Linked DNA regions of Sus scrofa: region 1 is linked to region 2. A link is a contact called in public HiChIP or PLAC-seq data. All regions are on one chromosome and are shown on one strand. The core of a region is the stretch at or near the end of the contact, and the rest is flanking DNA. Distances in the headings are between cores, read along the strand shown. Region 1 overlaps MYO1D (unconventional myosin-Id). Region 2 overlaps MYO1D (unconventional myosin-Id).

What was found. HiChIP or PLAC-seq counts read pairs in DNA pulled down with a chosen protein or histone mark.
Region 1: a contact with region 2 is called in an H3K27ac HiChIP or PLAC-seq map of alveolar macrophages. The contact joins two enhancer-like sites. A contact is called at or near these places in 16 of 47 Hi-C or Micro-C datasets (differentiating spermatogonia, embryonic fibroblasts, epiblast stem cells and 10 more) and 1 of 2 datasets of contacts at active chromatin or transcription factors (alveolar macrophages).

The regions. Positions count from the first base shown.
Region 1 is chr12:42,398,273-42,404,854 of Sscrofa11.1, forward strand. The region is part of intron 21 of MYO1D (unconventional myosin-Id); the gene reads left to right. Among named protein-coding and RNA genes, the nearest start is that of CDK5R1, 93 kb to the right of the region's middle. Within about 2 kb of position 1,944, at least 2 of the 83 cell types and tissues checked have an H3K27ac peak or open chromatin away from gene starts, as enhancers often do. A contact at or near this core is called in alveolar macrophages, where this site is marked.
Region 2 is chr12:42,335,055-42,342,162 of Sscrofa11.1, forward strand. The region is part of intron 20 of MYO1D (unconventional myosin-Id); the gene reads left to right. Among named protein-coding and RNA genes, the nearest start is that of CDK5R1, 160 kb to the right of the region's middle. Within about 2 kb of position 4,902, at least 1 of the 83 cell types and tissues checked has an H3K27ac peak or open chromatin away from gene starts, as enhancers often do. A contact at or near this core is called in alveolar macrophages, where this site is marked.

The sequences.
Region 1 (6,582 bases), core at 694-3,193, 60 kb after region 2:
CCAAATTGCAAATAATAACGATATTTAAAAGATTGAATGGAAGTATATTCTGAGCTTTAAAATGTTAGCATATCTCTTCCTGTTCTAAATTCTATACCTTTACACTCAAAAGTTTAATTTTTTTTATACCATGTCCATTCAGGAAAACCAGCTCCACGTATCTGTTCTGTCAGCCAGTGGGAGATGTGTTCTAAACCTGACCGGCCAGTGCTGATGCTCTGATGGGCGAGGCTCTAATAATGTTATTATTCTACTGTTAGCAGTAATTCTGCTATTGGGAAATAGTGGATGATCCTGAAAAGATTAGGGTGCACTTTTCAAACCTTATACACATAGAAATTCTGACATCCCATCTCCCCTGGGACCCTCTTTTTTTTTTTTTTGGCTCTGCCATATGGAAGTTCCTGGGCCAGGGATCGAACCCGTGCCACAGCGGCAACCCAAGCCACTGCAGTGACAACCCCAGATCCTCAACCCACTGCACCACAAGGGACCTTCCTGGGACCCTCTGTTATTTAATGGCAGTTTATTGGACCTCTCCTGCGGGCTGAAAAAAGAACTTAAGACCACAAACAACGGGAAATATTTTTGCCAAGTGACTTATTTTATGTATATGAAGTTTCAAAGCCATATTCTGCTACTCTCTTATGTGCAATTTCTGCCAGGCATTTCTGATGTTTTATAAACCCAGGGCGTTCTAATAGCTGAGTCCAGGGTCTCTTTGAAACCTGGTTTCTGCATCTTAAAAGTCATCCCATCTGCTGGAGTCTTATTTAAGCGCTGTTTTTGACTGTTCCTAGTGAAAGCTAAATCATATTCACTGTTTTGTGACTAGACGATGAATTCTTGGTAAACCAGCTCAGCGTTGTTAGTTAATTGATAGCCATCTGTTCAGAAGAGCAGAGCTCAAACCTGAAAGTATACCTTTGAGTAAAAGGAAAGGTGTGAAAAACAAACATCTAAGCACCTGACCAACCGAGATCCATTGTGAGATATTACTCATTCTTCCTGTTCTAAGTCACTTAGCCTTTTCAGGAGAGAGGAGGCAATAAATCAAAACTGATGTATATCAGATTGAGGAGTTAGGACATTAACTCATAGAAGCACACTTCTGAGCACCTGGCTCACCATCATATCATGTAGTCCAGTTAGGTGCTTTATCTCCTTTTCTTTTTTCTTTTCTTTTCTTTTTTTTTCTCTTTAGGGCCGCGCCTGCAACATATGGACCTTCCCAAGCTACAGCAGAGCCACAGCAATGCAGGATACAAGCTGCATCTGTGGCCTACACCACAGTTCACAGCCCCATGCCAGATCCTTAACCCACTAAGCGAGGCTGCATCCTCATGGATACTAATTGAGTTCTTCACATGCTGAGCCACAACGGGAACTCTCGTTAGGTGCTTTTGATCTCCTGAGCCAGTGATACGCTGCTTTTGTGAGCTGCTTTTAAAACGTGTGACAGAATTTTCTTTAGAGTTTTGTACTATTTAGAAAACATTTGGGAGTTCCCCGCTGGCTCAGTGGGTTAAGGATCCAGTGTTGTCACTGCCATGGCTCAGGTCACTGCTGTGGCGTGGATTCCATCTCTGCCCTGGAAACTTCTGTATGCCACAGGCAGAGCCAAGCAAAAAAAAAAAAAAAAAAAAAAAAGAAAGAAAGAAAACTTTTTCACCTTCATTTTATAAAAGATTAGAGTAAGGCAGTCACAGCTGTCCTCAGAAGGCCTTGGCAGGTGTCCCTAAATGCAGATTCTGAAACGGACTGTCCTTTGTGGCTTCCATCCTAGAGAGACAGTAAGAAGGTCAGGAGACTGGGGTTCCTTTAAGTACAAAACCTCATGGTTTAAAAACTTGTCATCAGCTACAGTGCTTGGAACCTAAATAGCAAATAGGGCAGAGTAGCAAGCTTGCCAGTTCTGCAGTGTTCTTTTGTCTTGCACATTTGGGAAAATAGATTTTTTTTTTTCGACATGCTTCCTCTTCCTTCTCCCTGACTCACCCCTGATCTCCCTAGCAATGAGCTAAATTTATTGCAATTTTGTTCTCAGAGTCTATTAGCGGAGTCCCTTTAGTAGGTAAAATGGAATCAAATACAAGGCTTTTTGTGGCTTTGAGGTTCCTGTCTGTCTCGTTTCTGCCCCTCTGCCGTTGTCAGATGTCTCAGACCAGGGCATTGATTGACCACAAACCAAAACAAATAGAGGCTCCATGGCTTATAAGCAGCAGAGGAACCTAGTTTTTAAGAAGTCCTGTTTTCTTCCCCACTGCTGTGGGTCTGCTGAGGTTTGTGGCTCCTCCAGCTAGTTGAGCAGCAAATTGTCCTGGGAATTCTGGAGTCTGTGTGATGAATTTATTCCTGACCCCTCAATCGAGCTATCATCTTCCTGAAAAGCCGTCATCCAGGCCCCCTCCGAAGAAGGAAACGGGAATCCTTACAAGAGAATGGATGGGAAACAGAATTAGGAGAAGCCCTCCCCAGAGGGGATGGTGAGTGAAGGCCGTGGCATAAGATGGAAAGAGGGAGCCTGCTGAGCGGAGGCCTCGGGGCGTCTAATGGGACTGAAATAATAAGGTCGATATCCTTTAGTCACCCCCCAAAATCCCTTTCCTGTGTTATCACACCACATGTATATTTAATGTTGGTTTACCCAACAGTTTATTGTAAACATAAAACTTAGGCTTAAAACCTCATTTCTATTTAACTCACAATTTCCACCAGTAAGTAAAAGGATGCAAAAGAAATCAAAGGCAAGCCTTTGTAGCTTGAGGTTCCTGCCTAATGATTTTTTAATGGATTGAGCTGTGGACAAGGTCAGTCGGAGGTGGCAGGGGTAGAGCTGCAGGAAGTTTGAAGGACATTTGCTCTGGACCCAAAGGAGCCTCAGATGCAGAAACGTGTTCGTTATTTCAGTTTTACAATCGAGTATTTTCACCAATAGAAGATAGACACACTTCATGCAGCAGGAGCCTCAGATTTAAAACCTTGTTAATTATTTCTCCTTTACTGTAGATTGTTTGCATCATTAATATTATGTGAAACAGTATATATAAGGTCTGGATTTTTTTTCATCAAAATTAATGCTTTAGGTTGGATTTCTGCATAGCAACATTTTATTGCTTTCATTAGTGAAACTAATAGAAGTGGAGTTCCTGTTGTGGCTCAGCTGGCTGAGAACCCGACTTACTGTCTGTGAGGATGCGGGTTCCATCCCTGGCCTCCCTCAGTGGGTTAAGGATCCAGCGTTGCCACAAGCCTCGGCGTAGGTTTCAGATGCGGTTCAGATCTGGCATTGCCGTGACTGTGGTGTAGGCCAGCAGCTGCAGCTCCAATTCCACCCCTGGCCTGGGAACTTTGATATGCCACAAGTACGGCTGTAAAAAGAGAAAAAAAAAAAAAATAGAAGTAACTACTTCTTGAGATCCTGTTATATCCATTTGTTTACATAAATGGTACGATTTGCTCTTCAAAGTCACTCTCCTGCGAGGTAGACATTCTTATCCCCACTTTACTGGTGAAGAACCGGGTTCAGAGCATATAAATGATTTGCCCAGAGCTGCAGAGCTGAGAGCGAGCAGAGCAGCGTCAGAGTCAGACCCAAGTTTTCTGACACCAAAGCTCATGAGCTCTGACAGCCACCGTCTGTGTGAAGGCCAAGAGCCTAAAAAGCTCCGCAGGGGCGGTGCCTCCTGACTTCCAGAGAGCTCCCGAGGTTCCGTGCCTTGAATGGCTTTGCTCTCATTTTCCTCAGCCTACAGGGTGAGCCCCATCTCAAAGCGCCAGCTCTTCTGCAGACTAGAAGCCAGAGACACAGCCCTAAAGCAAGACCCCCCCTGCCCCCTCCCCAAAACACTGAGTTTACAAATAGTGAAAAGCAATTACGATGCTACGGTGAACCACAATGGTAATGAGTGCTGTAAATAAGAGGTTTGCTTTAAAAAAAAAAAAAAAAATTAGGGGAGTTCCCATCGTGGCGCAGCGAAAACGACTTCAACTAGGACCATGAGGTTGCGGGTTCGATCCCTGGCCTTGCTCAGTGGGTTAAGGATCCTGCATTGCCATGAGCTGTGGGGTAGCTCTCAGACTTGGTTCTGATCCCACGTGGCTGTGGCTATGGTGTGGGCCAGCAGCTGCAGCTCCGATTCGACCCCTAGCCTGGGAACCTCCATATGCTGCGGGTGCATAAAAAGACGAACAACCAAAAAATTTAAAAATAAATTAGGAAAAAACTTGTAGGAAAGTATTTAGCCTCATCCTGAGATGAATTCGTGGAGAACTGCCTGTTGGGGAAGAAATAAGTTTGAATTTCTTTACTCAATGTACCATAATTCAACCTAATTCAGGTCATTTAAATGACAGAATTTGATATGTATCCCCGGGAGTCGTCTTTGCTAGTCCTGATACAATTGTTTCCTTTGTCTCCTGCAAACGTCTTGTGGGGGACAGTTTTAGTTGGGACTGAGATTATACCTACAAGGATGTACTTATGTGAATTCTCCAGTTAGTCCAGGGGCTAAGAGACAAGGCAAAATTGTCTTCCTCGCACTGAGAGCAAGGTGTGGTCAGCCTGTCACTCTTAACCCCGCCCAAGTGTCCATCAAGTGTGAAATGAAAAACCAAAACAAGGGGGAAAACACAGCAAGCAGAGCTTTTCACACACCCTTTCGTAGGAAATTTTCCAAGGATATGTTCCCGCAAACTAAGGTAATAAAACAAGAAGGAGGAAGGCATGCGTGCCAAGAGGTAGCTGATCCAAATCAGGAAGGAAATAAAGCCTGGGCGGCAGCTGTGGTTTAGACTTGGCAAGCCAAGAGTTCACACCAGAGCCAGAGAGAGACGGCCTCGGCGAACGGTCCCCGGGAAAAAGGGCACCCATGGTTTCAGGTCTGTCCTGGAAAAGCTAGACCACGAAGAGAAAAGGCAATTATAAATTCCCAGGGGAGTGCAGGGTGGGGGGACATTCAAGAGAGACTATATTTGGGGATATTACTTCACTAGTGAATAATAATTACATGATTGCAGTAATAAAACACTGCTAGATTTCCAACTTTGGGAATTAAGCATGGGAAGCCTTAGCAAACTTGCAGAACCCTGAGTCGGTCAGAGCCAATGTTTTGTGAATGCCTCCTATGTTCCAGGCACTGTTCTAGATGATGAGGATACAGTGAACGAAAGAGCTCTCAGTGCTCACGGGCTAGGAGGTGGAGTAAGCAATAAACACGTCGAATTAAGTGAGGTAATGTCTCGGGTAGCATGAAGATACACAGCATAAGATGAGAGCACATAGCTAAGGATTGGAAGTTGCTTTGCTCACATAGGAGACTTCTCGCAAGGAGTGATGCTTCAGTTCCAAGTTAGAAGCTGGGAAGTTCCTGTTGCAGCTCAGAGGAAACGAATCTGACTAGTAGCCATAAGGACGCAGGTTCGAGTCTTGGCCTTGCTCAGTGGGTTAAGGATCCGGTGTTGCCGTGAGCTGTGGTGTAGCCCAAGTTGGAAGCTGGGAAGAGGGAGAAGATCCAGGGTATTACCAAGCAGAAGAACAAGGGTCCTAGGACAGGAATTAGCTTATGATGGTCAAAGGATAAGGACCAGTCTAGCAGAAGCAGAGTAAATGGCAGGGGGTGGGCAGTGTAAGAGCATGGATGTTAGAGATAGCCCAGGCCAGATCATTGAAGGTCTTATGCGCAATGGTGAGGAGGTTGCAGTGAGAGACCACTTTTTAGCAAGAGTTGTGATGTGATGCAGTCTGATTTCTATTTCAGAAAAATCACCCTGCTCATGTTATAGAGGACAGATCATAGTAAGACGAGAGCAGTTGGTCCTGGAAAGAGAAGGTGGTGACTTAGTGTAGTGTTTTAGCAGGGGAGATGGTGAGAATATATTTTGGAAGCAGTGATGACAGGACTTACACGGGGTAAGAGTCAGGGAGAGGATTCGTTTCTGGCTGGAGCACCTGGTAGATGGGGTAGCGTTGACTGAGAGTGTGCTACTTGGGATAGGAGTACCTTTTGGAGGTCAAATCAAGAGTTTGTTGTTGGAGGTTTTACAGAAAAAAAAAATATTCTCAACCTCCAGGAAGTACAGGTACAGTTGGGAGGGAAGTAGAAATGCTAAAAGGGTAGAGATGCCTGTACCCTCATCCTACACAGTGGGCAGTAAAAGGATGGCTTCTTGTTAATGGAACAAAGCAAAGGATACACACATTATTTCATACAGAGAATCCAAATGATAGAACTATATTGCGTTATAGTCAGGGAGCAGAGAAGAAGTTATTAGTGATATAAATGCAGAGCTGTCATAAAGAGAGATTAGTGGGAGTTCCCATTGTGGCTCAGTGGGTTAAGGACCTGATGCTGTCTCTGTGAGGATGCAGGTTTGATCCCTGGCCTCATTCAGTGGGTTAAGGATCCGACAAGCTTCACTGTAGGTCACAGATTGTGGTCAGATCTGCTATTGCCATGGCTGTGGTATAGGTCCCAGCTAAGGATCCAGTTTGACCCCTAACCCGGGAATATCCATATGCTGCAGGTGCAGCCATAAAAAAATTTAAAAATAAATAAAGAGAAGTTAGTGGATTATATCTAA
Region 2 (7,108 bases), core at 3,652-6,151:
ACGAATTCACTAAGTGGTTAAACAGGTCTCTGGGCAGACGTTCTCATTGCAAACTGCCTTCCCGTCTCGGGTTGGCCAGTGTATATTTACAGTCACTGTTGCTGCTCAGCGTCATCGTCAGTGTCGGCGATCCCGGTGTGTTAGATACAAACTCACCACCTTCTCAGTCGTGGCCAAGGTGAAACAGTGTCAGTAGGATGGATACGCAGTCACAGAGGCTCCGGTGTGCTGCCTGTATCCCCTGCAGTCCCTACCACTTCTGTGCACAGCCTCACTTCCAACAGACGCACCTCTGTCAGAAGTCTCCCCCGCCCCAAGCTGCCAGAGCCCTCTGTGCGCACACAGAGAGCTGGAAATGCGCCCCCCCCCAAAAAAAAAATGACTGGTGGGTGTAGGGGTATAATTACTCCAACTCCACCACTCATGGGCCACGGTGATTCTGAGATGTGTTTCACACCGTTTGCTGGAGCTTTGCTGTAGGAATGAGCTGCAGCTGCCCACCCTCACCCCACTGGCTGCCTTCCCTTCCCTGGTCACCTCCCCACTCCCTTGCCAGGGGCCCCACCCGTCCTGAGAGTCAGTTCTGATGCTCATCAGCCTTCATCCCCAGACCAGCGCGCTGGGAGGGAAACTAACCTCTTAGGAGGAGCAGATTGAATGGGGCAGGGGCTTCGGGCTGCACCTGTGAAAATGTGCCGTCTGAAGCAAAGACAGCCACATATTACATCTGAATAGTGAGATTTGTTATTGTATTTGTTATTTTATTCTTTATTCTTTTTTTGGTAGGAAATGCTTTGAAATGAAAAACAGAGTTTAAGACAAGGAGCCTTTAAACGTGATGATGCTAATAGCAGGGATAAAGAAGCCGGGAGGGGATGAAGGAGAAAGATGGCAATTTTAGTCAAGTTGAGTTTCAGGTATTGGTGAAACTTAGAAGGATGCATCCCATAGATGACTGGAAGTAATACTGCACAGGGAAGGAGAATTCAGCAGTTAAGATAAAAATTTGAAAGCAGCTGCATGTATAACGAGAGGCTAGAATGATGAGTCTAGAGGGAGAAGGGGCAAGTGATTCGAGAGCATCCGTGCTTCGGGAGTGGGGAAAAGAGAAAGGAAATCTCTTTTCTTGCTGGCCCTCTGTCTTCCCCTCTCGCTTTTAATACACCGAGTGAGCTCTGATTTCCATGCAGCTCCATCAGGTTATGAATTATTCCAGGAAGGAGAAGACCTCCGGGAACACTGTGTTTCAGAACCCGCTTGGAAGGTTTTCAGAAACAAGAGTCATCAATGGAAACATGTCCTTACGGGTCCCACACTTACCTCCTCTCCTGCTCTGCTCCTCGTCTCTCCTTCCGCATGGGTGCTATTCCTGTGTGAGTTGGGCTTTTCTGGCTCCAGGGAACCGATTGGGCTGATCAAGAAGGAGGAAAATTCCCTCTAGCCCTCTTGAGTTCTTGTGGCCGGACCAGTGGAATCGACAAGAGACAGGTTAATGGGAGAAACCCCAATTTAATTTTGTGGGCTGGAGAGGTGGTAAGATGATGCTCAGAGAGTGACCCAAAGTCAGTCCCTTTTATGTCTTTTTGTGTAAAGAAACAATACAGGAGTTCCCGTTGTGGCGCAGTGGTTAACGAATCCGACTAGGAACCATGAGGTTGCGGGTTCGGTCCCTGTCCTTGCTCAGTGGGTTAAGGATCCGGCGTTGCCGTGAGCTGTGGTGTAGGTTGCAGATGCGGCTCGGATCCCGCATTGCTGTGGCTCTGGCGTTGGCCGGCGGCTACAGCTCCGATTCAACCCCTAGCCTGGGAGCCTCCATATGCCGCGGGAGCGGCCCAAGAAATAGCAAAAAGACAAGAAAAAAAAAAAAGAAGAAGAAGAAACAATACAGTTGTGAGGATTTGACAGGGCAAAGAAAGTCAGGTTTGATTAATTACAAGGGATGTATGCCAAGTTTGGGCTTGGATAGTAAAGAAGTATATTTATACAGCCCAGAATTCCCCATTTCTGGTGATAATGCTATCTTTCTACTTCCTGGTCCAGGGAGAGCATCTTTCACGTGGGGGATTTATTTCCTGGTTTTAGAGAAAGAGGAAGGTCAAAGCATCCTTCTTGCATCAGCTATTTCTTTTTTGTCTTTTGTCCTTTGGGGGCCACACTCACAGCATAATGGAGGTTTCCGGGCTGGGGTTGAATCAGAGCTGTAGCCAATGGCCATACCACAGCCACAGCAATGCCAGTCTGAGCCATATCTGTGACCGACACCGCAGCTCAGAGCAACCCTGGATCCTTAACCCACTGAGCGAGGCCAAGGATCGAACCTGCATCCTCATGGATGCTAGTCAGATTCGTTTCCGCCGAGCCACAACAGGAGCTCCGCACTGGCTCTTTCTTAAGTAACAGTAATTCAAAATAACCGATATGCCATTGAGGGATGTTGGGAGCCTTCCTTGGGCCCCACGATGATCATATACTATCTCAAGTAGTATTTTGGTTTTTAATAAGGATACATATGGTAGTCAGGGAAAGGAATCTCATAGAAACCCAGGAAACTCCTCAGGTTTTAAGGCAGCTCTGAAGGACCGTGTTGTCCTTTGGCCCCTCAGCAACATGGCACTTAGCTGGTCCACGTTTCCGCCCTTCCCTCAGCCTCTGCTCCTCTTTATGTGTCGTCTTACTAACAATCGCCTTTCTTGCCCGTGGGCCCAGGCCGGTGCTGGGCTTAGATCTGAATCAGCCATCCTGACACACCATCAGAGTTTCATCCTGAAGTAGCATATTGAACAGAGTATCTCTGATGAGGCTTCACCATAGCAACCAGTTCTGCATGATCCAAATTGGTACTTCAGCTCCTTGTCAAGCACTTGCAAATCTACGCACAGTCTTCCCCGACTTGTTCCTAGCTCAGCGCAGATAATGACTGCAGTTCGTGTGGGGTACACATGACCTCTTCCTTCCACAGTTTTTGACTGTCCTCCTTGGGCCCAAGTCTCACTTGGACCTTGGTCACAGATAGTGCTGACCGTTGAGGTGGGTCCTTAGGTTTTCCTAGTGGGAAAGAGTCAGTGAGAGAACAGGCTACATTCCTTGGGCATCCTTGGTATCCTTGGGCATCCTTGGGTCCTCAGATGTTTCCCACCCACCCCTATTCCGTTTGCCACAACCCCAGTCTTGGTCAAGCAGGACCTGAATTGCACCCATGGATGACCACCAGAGGTAAGAATTCAGCTGATGCAGCAGTTTGGCCGTGCATCCAGCCCGTTTTTGAACCTGGCTCTCACCAGTGGCCTCAGCAGAAATGTGTTCCTTCTGTTTCCTCACTCCTTCCCGCCAGGCGGTATCTGTTGCCAATATTTGTTGCCTTCCTAACACACCATGAAAAGTCCTCATCCAGTTCCTTATCTCTCTCTTCTAATTCATTGAACTTCTATAAAGCAGCAGCACCCTAGTGCCCCAAGCACTTAACTTTAATGGGCACATCCGCCAGCTCCCAGGGGGTCCCGTATGGGGGGTTAAGTGCCTGCTTCATCCCTCCAAACTGAGGCCACTGGCTTTGCACTCCAGGATAGAGGTCCTCCTTTGTTCCTCCCTGTGGCGATGCTGCACCCATCGGCACAGCCCCTCTAAGAGCTGTTTCTTGCAGCATCCTGGTGCTCTTTCTGCTAGAGCTTGAGTTTCAGTGAGCAGAGACTTAAGGACCTTCAAGGAATGGAGGTTTCTTGGTCTTTTTAGGGTCGCACCCGAAACTTATGGAGGTTGCCCGGCTAGGGGTCAAATCAGAGCTGTAGCTGCCAGCACAGCAACGCCAGATCTAAGCTGCATCTGTGACCTGCACCACAGTTCACGGCAACGCCAGATCCTTCACCTACTGACAGAGGCCAGGGATCGAACCTGCGTCCTCATGGATGCTAGTCGGATTTGTTTCCACTAAGCCACCATGGAAACTCCAAAGAGGACGTATTTTTAAATTATACCTGAGTTAGAATAATAGTCTAAGAATCCCCTTCATTTGGGATTTTAGGCAGTTGTAGACCAGGCTGACTGGTTATACCTTTAATAACTAAACCATTCATTCAAGAAAGAACTACTCAGGGCTCATGACGTACCAGGCTGGTGGGTATTGGGCACAGAAGTGTCAAAACATTGAAAATCTCTGCCGTAGTGCAACTTACATTTCAATGGGGGGAAATACAGACTATACATCTGTGTATTTCTGTGTGTACATATATATACACACAAGCGGAGGATAAAGAGTGTGTTGTTGGAGTTCTCATTGTAGCACAGTGGTTACCGAATCCGACTAGGAACCATGAGGTTGTGGGTTCGATCCCTGGCCTTGCTCAGTGGGTTAAGGATCCGGCGTTGCCATGAGCTGTGCTGTAGATCGCAGGCGTGGCTCGGATCCCATGTTGCTGTGGCTCTGGCATAGGCTGGTGGCTACAGCTCCGATTTGACCCCTAGCCTGGGAACCTCCATATGCTGCAGAAGCGGCCCAAGAAATGCCAAAAAAGACCAAAAAAAAAAAAGAGTGTGTTGTAATTTTAAATAGAGTGATCACGCCTTGCTAAGAAATTGACAGTGAAGCAAAGACTTGAAAGAGGTAAGGAATGAGCTGCGTGTTTACTGGGTGGAAAAATATCTTGGGCAGAAGGCATAGCAAAGAGAGATTTGAGCAGGGCGGAAGGCGCCTTCTAGGAGCCAGAGATATGAGCTAGCTTGATCTCGTGGCGGTTACACGTGTGCACACGTGTGTTAGAACCTGTCAGGCGATTTATTGGCAATTTGTGCACTTTACCACATGCATGTTGTATGCCAGCAAAAGGGGGAAGCAGAGGAGAGGAAAAAGAGGAAGAAGCAAGCAAGCTGGCTGCGAAGGGGACAAAAGACGGAAGGAAAGTGAAGGAAATGAGGCCAAGAGTTCGTGGAGCCTGGGGGAGGTTTTGACATACTTCGGAGACAGCAGTACATGAGCCATTATCCCACAGCCCGTGAAGCATGTTAGCATCATGTTGGCTTCACGTCTGCCTCCAAAGAGCATGGCACCCCATGTCCCCGTGCTCCGGGGAGCAGCCCTAGGCTTTCCTCAGACGGGAAAGGAAGCCGCTGACCGAGCGGCAGTGGGCACCTTGTTTAAGGGAAGCCGGTCTGTTGGCCACCAGGACACACGAGCCTGGAGTGAAGAGCCCTCAAGTGTACGTGTGGTACACACCCTGCTGTGGCTGTGGTCCTTTCACTGGCTAGACAGGCTGCTCCTCATTTTTTCCCAAGGTCAAGGGAACTATTTTACTGATTTTGTTGATTGTCTGTCCCCCTTTCATTGACCTCTTTTATTTTTTTTTTCTTCTCGATTTTCTAGGTTTGCTCTGTTGTTCTTTGTCTTGCTTTCTGTTTTTGTTTTTTTTTTTTTTTTTTGAATTGGGGAATTAACTGCTTTAGTTTTTGAATTTAGTCTTAAAAATGCATGGAAGACGATAAATCTGTGTTTGAGAATGCTTGGGCTAAACGTTACATGTGTACGGTATGGTACTAGCCTTGTTCAATTCTAATTATTTTGTCTTTTCCATCATGATTCTTCTTTAAGCCATGACTTGTTTAGAAGAGTCTTTTCAGATTATCATGTATATATGATAATTTACAGAGAGAGTGTGTATGTGTGTGTGTGTTTTACAGAGCAGGGAAAGTCCACAGAATGACTTGAAGTTCATCTATTGCTTGTGAGACAGTCTTTGTTTCAGATATTTTTTTATTTCATATACAACCACATGAAGCTGTTATCCTGCAGTCAACACTCTACTGCACTCGTATCATCCCTCAGTTATTTTTAAACATAAGAATTCATCAAATCATTATCTGTTGTATTGTTCTGACTGGGTTCTGTTAACTTGTAAGAAAAGTTCTTTGCAGAATTAAAAACCAAAGAGCACTAAAATTCAAAAAGGAGGAAAACCAACTCTTAAGGTAATTTTTCATTTCATGATTTAGAATCTCCTACCTCTTCTCTTCCACTGCCCCATTTTCCATTCTCACCATCATTCTAACAGGTCAAAGCAATGTTATTAGTACCTTATGTGAATAAACAAAATAGTCCTGGAGTTCCTGTGGTGACTCAGCAGAAATGAATCTGGCTAGTAACCAAGAGGACGCAGGTTCTATCCCTAGCCTTGCTGAGTGGGTTAAGGATCCGACATTGCCACGAGCTGTGGTATAGGTCACAGATGGGGCTCACATCCCACGTTACTGTGGCTGTGGGGCTTCAGCCCCAATTCGACCCCTAGCCTGGGAACCTCCATATGCCACAGGTGTGGCTCTAAAAAGACAAAAAAAAAAGAAAAGAAAAGAAAAGAAAAAAAGGGAGGGAGAGAGAGAACAAAATAGTCCTAGGACTACTTTGAGTGTCTGAACCAGAACTTAATATATCTTTGCTAGGAGTTCCCATTGGTTGTACAGTGGGTTATAAACTTGACTGGTATCCATAAGGTTGCAGGTTTGATCCCTGGCCTCGCTCAGTGGGTTAAGGATCAGCCATTGCCATGAACTGCAGCATAGGTCTCAGTCATGGCTCGAATCCCGCGTTGCTGCGGCTGTGATGTAGGCTGGCAGCTGCAGCTCCAATTCGACCCCTAGCCTGGGAACTTCCATATGGCATGGGTGCAGCCCTAAAAAGAAAAACAAAATTGCTGTTATAGTCATTTGTTGGTGATACTATCCTTCTGAAGAGTGATTTTCAAATGTTTTCAGGCTTGGTGTAATTTAAGCAAAACTAGGGTCACTGGATTGGCAGACCCCTGGAATATTTTTTTGATGTGTAGCACACCTTCTCCCACTGTTTCCATCTGGGCAAATATTTTCACTTTTTTTATTGAAACATGCCCTACATGCAGAAAAATGTATAATCTTAAGGGTGTACCTTGATGAATTATCACAAAGTGAATTCAGCTATGTAACCATCCCCCAAAATCAAGATATAGGCTGTTAATAGGACTCCCAGAAGCCCTCTAGTGTTCCCTCCCAGTCACTACCCCTTCCTTCCTTTTTTTCTTTTTTTTTTAATTACAGTATGATTGATTTACATTTCTTCAATTTCCCTTATACAGCAGAGTGACGCAATCAC